Linked DNA regions of Sus scrofa: region 1 is linked to region 2. The links are chromatin contacts, called in public Hi-C maps. All regions are on one chromosome and are shown on one strand. Each heading gives the region's core, a stretch centred on a gene start, on an enhancer-like site or on the middle of the called end of the contact. The rest is flanking DNA. Distances are from core to core; before and after follow the strand shown. Region 1 has its middle 36 kb from the start of ZFP36L1. Region 2 overlaps RAD51B (DNA repair protein RAD51 homolog 2).

The links. A called contact is a pair of places that touch in the nucleus more often than the background predicts.
Region 1: a contact with region 2 is called in a Hi-C map of skeletal muscle, with 7 times the contacts expected there. The contact joins two enhancer-like sites. A contact is called at or near these places in 1 of 5 promoter capture datasets (liver), 22 of 47 Hi-C or Micro-C datasets (adipose tissue, blood, fetal heart ventricle and 9 more) and 1 of 2 datasets of contacts at active chromatin or transcription factors (skeletal muscle).

Annotation. Positions count from the first base shown.
Region 1 is chr7:92,530,319-92,533,018 of Sscrofa11.1, reverse strand. No RefSeq gene overlaps it. Among named protein-coding and RNA genes, the nearest start is that of ZFP36L1, 36 kb to the right of the region's middle. Within about 2 kb of position 1,393, at least 20 of the 83 cell types and tissues checked have an H3K27ac peak or open chromatin away from gene starts, as enhancers often do. A contact at or near this core is called in adipose tissue, fetal skeletal muscle, omental adipose tissue and 1 more, where this site is marked.
Region 2 is chr7:91,674,227-91,676,926 of Sscrofa11.1, reverse strand. All of the region lies in intron 8 of RAD51B (DNA repair protein RAD51 homolog 2), which reads right to left. Among named protein-coding and RNA genes, the nearest start is that of RAD51B, 83 kb to the right of the region's middle. Within about 2 kb of position 1,361, at least 25 of the 83 cell types and tissues checked have an H3K27ac peak or open chromatin away from gene starts, as enhancers often do. A contact at or near this core is called in adipose tissue, fetal skeletal muscle, omental adipose tissue and 1 more, where this site is marked.

The DNA.
Region 1 (2,700 bases), core at 144-2,643, 860 kb before region 2:
ATATTCTTCCAGGATTTTTCTAAGCATATTGTTGTGCAACCATTACCACTGTCCAGATACTTAGCATGGTCACACAGTACGACAACCTGGGAGATGGTTCCATATTCGAGGTATCATCTCCCTCCTCCTTTTCAATGGCTCTGTAGTTTCCATTCCATGGTTGTGCCATCATTTATTATTTAACCAGTGCCCTCCTGGTGGTTCCCAGTGTTAAGGAGGCTGCAGAGGACGTCCCTGTGGATTCGTTCCTCTGCACCAGTGAATGTGGATATGTCTGCAGGGTTCATTGCCAGTAATGGGATTGCTGCACTGGTTGAGTATGTGCTTTTATAATTTGATAGACTGAAAATTATTTCTAATTTAGCTTCCCATCTTAATGTCTGAGAGAGCCCATTTGTTTAAAGATGGTTTAAGATACTCTAATAGTATAATAGCTGCCTAATCTGATTTGGTACAAGAAGGGACAGAGATCATTGTTAATTAGATGTCGCAGTATATTTGTATCTGTGTATAGAGAAATACATACACTTTTCAGTGCCTAATATATACAGTGTGTCTCGTACTTTAAAAACAAACCAACCTGCTTTGAAGTTCCCATCGTGGCTCAGTGAAAACGAATCTGACTAGCATCCATGAGGACGTAGGTTCGATCCCTGGCCTTGCTCAGTGGATTAAGGATCCGGCGTTGCTGTGAGCTGTGGTGTAGGTTGCAGAGCTGCTCAGATCTGGCTGGCATTGCTGTGGCTGTGGTGTAGGTTGGCAGCTACAGCTCTGATTAGACCCCTAGCCTGGGAACCGCCATATGTTGCGGGTGTGGCCCTGAAAAGACCAAAAGAAAAAAAAAAAAAAAAACCCACCCCCTAAAAACTGCTTTATTGAGTTCTGATTGAGAAAAACTGTAGGTATTTAATGTATACATCTTGATACATTTGCGTCTGGTACTTAAGTCTCTCCATCCCTGGAAATCACACAATTAATATATGCGGGGGACGATAAATGTCGTGACGGAGCTTTTAACATCAGAATAATCGAAGCTGACGGGGAAGGGCTGAGCCCGCCTGTGCACAGAGCCGCTGTGCGGGATCCGCTCCAGGAATCCTGCTTTGCGCCAGCAGATGGCGCTGGTGCTCCCCAGTGGCCGCTCCCCCGAGAGCGGGACTTAATTTAGAAACCCGAAGATGCCCTGAAGGTGTAATTTTCAAACCTCCTACCTAGCCGCAAGGAAAACCTCGGAGGATTTTCTTCTGGGAAGAGCAATTAGCCTAACCTCTTAGGAGGAGAAATTGCATCGCTGAACTTGTCTGGGAAAGTAAAATCTACTCCCTAAGAGGTCTTGGAGGAGAGAAACCTTGTGGGAGGAGGAAGCGGGTGCTGGGAGGGCTGGGAACTGCCGGCCAAGCTGACCGCTCCGAGTGGGAAATGCCTCAGGACCCAGGCTGGACGGTGATGGAGATACTGAGTAGTGCAAGATTACTTGGGGTGGGGCAGCAGGCCGGGACCTGCCAGCCGAGCTCTGCTCAGACCTCAGGCTAGCCCTGGAGACCCCTTCCTATCCACTCACTGTGAAAAAATGCCGCTGACACCGCTGTGATGAGCTGGGCCTGGACCCTGCTCTGACAGCAGCCGTCCCTTGCGGTGCAGGGGGTAGTGTTTGGGGTGGGAGCAGAGCAGCCTTTGGTGGGGTCTCCTCCAGATGGGGGCTAGCCCCACAGCCGGCTGGTTTAGACTCTGGACACCCTGGGATGGGAGGGAAGAATGGAAGGGTGTGGGAGCAGAGATGAGATCAGCCAGCGGGGATGGCCTGGGAGGCCCCCTGGGGTGGGGGGGAGTTTAAGGAGGCAGCTCTCAGGGGCCATAGGGGGGAGAGCCAGGAGTGGGGTGGGGGGGCACCCTGGCCAGAGCCCTGTGGGAGGGAAGAGTGGGACATGATGGCTCCATTACGGATGAGGCTGGGGCTTGCTTGGGTTCTGTGTTGTGCCCTGCTTTGAACAAGAGGCCCTAGTTTGGCAAAGGCTCTGATAGAGGGCGAGGGGCTGGGGAGGAGGGAGAGAGAGAATTATCCTGTCCTTACTCTCAAGGACAGTGTGCTCTCAGTGGAAAGAGAAAACAAACAATTGTGCGAGAGTGTGCACATGCAGACGCAACAGCTGTTACCATAAGGCTGCCAGTAATTGGAGCCAAAGGAAGCATCCAGATGGCCAAGACCATTTGATTTGGGGCAAATACAGAACCTCTCTATACCTCATTTTCCTCATCTGTAAAATGGGAACAGTATTTTTTTCTTTTTTAAGGGCCGCACCCGAGGCATATGGAAGCTCCCAGGCTAGAGGTTGAATGGGAGCTGCAACTACCCGCCTACCCTGCAGCCACAGCAATGCCAGATCCACCAACACCCACTGAGCAGGGCCAGGGATTGAATCTGCCACCTCATGGATAGTAATTGAGCTCCCTACTGCTGAGCCGCAATGGGAACTCCTAAAATGGGAACAGTGTTAAAATCAACCTCACAGGGCTGTTAAAAGGGTTAAGCACAAAACAGTGCATGTGAAGCTTGTAGCACAGCCCCTAGCATCTAGTAAGTGTCCCTGGTGATTGCCGATGCTGTCCTTTTTCGTCATCATTATTATTAGTTGTCATTTGCTGGAAGAGGAGGGCTGGGGAAAGGCAGGCTAGGGATGGCTACTGAGAGGACCAGTCCTG
Region 2 (2,700 bases), core at 112-2,611:
TACCATTGTGGTTTACGATGGAAACTCCCTATTTTTGCATTTTCTCATTGATAATTTTCCCCAGAAAATTTTGAAGCAACAAAAGAAAATTAGTTTCGCCTCTTTAACTTATATTTAAAATTTATCGAGTTTGATCATTCATCTTACTCCCATACTTTGTTCTAAGTGACCAGTGGCTACACAAAAAAATCTAAAATAACCTAAAAAATAAAGACATGCCACCCTAGAAAACAGTCGGAAGGAGGAGCTATCCCCGCCCCCCCAAAAAAGTGCATAAAATGACTATATAATCTTCCATGACCATTTGAGGGAAACAGCATTTATTTGGCTATACCACTGCTGGCATTAGCAAAGAAACTTTGACATCACTTGGAAATTACTACTATCCCCACAGTAGTTTTCCTCTTCTATATATCAAAATGTTCTTTGTCCTAAATCTTCCTTTCACAAGAAGAATCAAAGCCAAGTCCTTTATAGGGGATGCCACAGTCTTCCTCTTGGAAGACCTGGCAGTCTTTGTAACTTCAATGTACTGGTGTTATTCCTGCTACTTCACATAAACCTTCACTTCAAGTTTGGTGTGTCTGCTACCACATTGCCCAATTCTTCCACTCTTCCAAATACTATGAAGAAGCTTCCCAGAAATCCCTGTTTGGATCAGCAAAAACAATTTGGTGTCATCAGCAGATTTCACCATTTCCGTTTGGAGTCATTAAAACATTAAACAAGCATGATCTTGGTATCAATCCTTGGAGTCCTACTATTAACCTCTCTCCAGCTTGAAGCCAAGCCATTCTCTGCTATGTTGTGATTCCCATCAGAGGATCGAGATGTGTTTATTTGCTAAAAGTTTAAACTTTGATGGATATTTTTTAACTGAAAGTTGCAAAATGCGTTACGAAAGTAAAGGGGAAAAGTTCCCAAAGGAAAGGCCAAAGAAACCAGCAAAGAGAAACAGCTTCTACTTGAGCAGTCTTATCCAAGCACTCAAACCACTTCATATTCAACTGATTCTAAAACCTCAACTGAATTTCGACTTTTGCCCTCCAACTATTTACTTCTTTTATAATCATAGGAGAAGCCTTATTAAGCACATTTGAAAATTCTCTATCAGATATAACTAGCAGGTCTAACTACTTTATTAGCTCTTTCCCCTTTTTATTACAATTGAAGGGGAAAAAGCAAACAGTCCTTACTCGGAAAGTGAAAAAGCAAACAGCTTCCTCCTCAATTGGGTCTGTGCTCTAAGAGAAATCATTCTTTCTTTTATTCAAGTGCAAATCTGTTTGAAGCTTTCATTCTGCTTTCCCAGCCTGCTCTCTGCAGCTGCATAAAAGATGAGACATGGGAATGAAAGAAAACTAGGTTGGAGCCAAAAAGCAATACTGTCCATATGCAAACTCACTCATCGAGCAGCAAGGCTTCTGTACATCCCATCTCACTTTTTCCATTCCAGCAGAATCCTAGCCAAAAGGAGGTACTGTACTATACCTGTCCAATCCTATTTGAAACAACATCTCAAAGGTAATCAGGGGATAGACAGGGTTACTAGACGCCCGCCCTTCCTCAGTCCTGATACAGCCCCTGAAGTGTTCTTAGGATCAACCTTTAGCTCTAAACTGAATGGATTGGGGCAGGATCAAGGGAATGAAGGGAAAGACCTTCACAGGTCATCATCATCTTATCATCTTAAGATGCTTATGGTGCAAGAGAGTGGCAGAGGCACAGCACAGTAAGCAGAATTTACTTCACCTATCTTAGCTCATGCAAAATCAAGGCCAAAATCTCCTCCTCCCCCCAAAAAGCTAAATCTGCTATACACTTTAAGAAAGTCTGGCAGCCCCTTAGCCTCCTTGCAAGGGTGTCAGGTAACCTTAATCCCAGCAATCTACTCAGGCCAGCAGTAAAACACACAACTGAAAAAATTCACATCAAAATCAAACTCTGCTGGGATCAGAAGGGTATTCTCATGGTTTTTCACTCAGATGTCATTATAACTCCACGTTATTTTTAATACTGTTCTTTGGATTTTGCCCCACACAGAATTCCCAAGTCACAAGAGGATCATGAACAATGTCCAGATGTATAAAATGCAAAAGTACTTCCCTCCTACTTGTGGATTCCAAGATAAACACCATAAGAAGCACGTGTGACTAAACTCAGAGCCCATTCCAAATTAAATACTGCATCATGTGCACAGTGTAGGACTTAAAAAACAAAACTGCATAAATATTCTACACGGTTCATAAGCCAGACTTGGGCAAGCACATGACCACATTGCAAAAAGGAAACATGAATTGGGGAGTAGGGGTAAAGGGTGAGAAAAGTCTCAGTCACAGCCTTTCCCAGAAAATCGGTGCTATTTTCAGTTAACACTTGTATAATATGGGACATAGATGAAAGAAGAATATTTTTCTTTGTTTCTTTTTTCCTACTGATGGCTTTCAATTCTAAAACCACCCAGCAAATAGGAAAACCCTTCCAGTATTTCAAAATCCCTAGCACAAACATCCCATGCACAAACATCATTAAATACACACACACACACACACACACACACACACACACACGCACAAGTAATGAATACTTAAATGTCTGGCTGGCCAGTGCAGACAGAATCCTTTTGACCTATAAACTGGGTTCTAGACAGAGTACATGGAACCTTGGGGAACACAGAAACAGGGCATTCAGGTCGTGTGA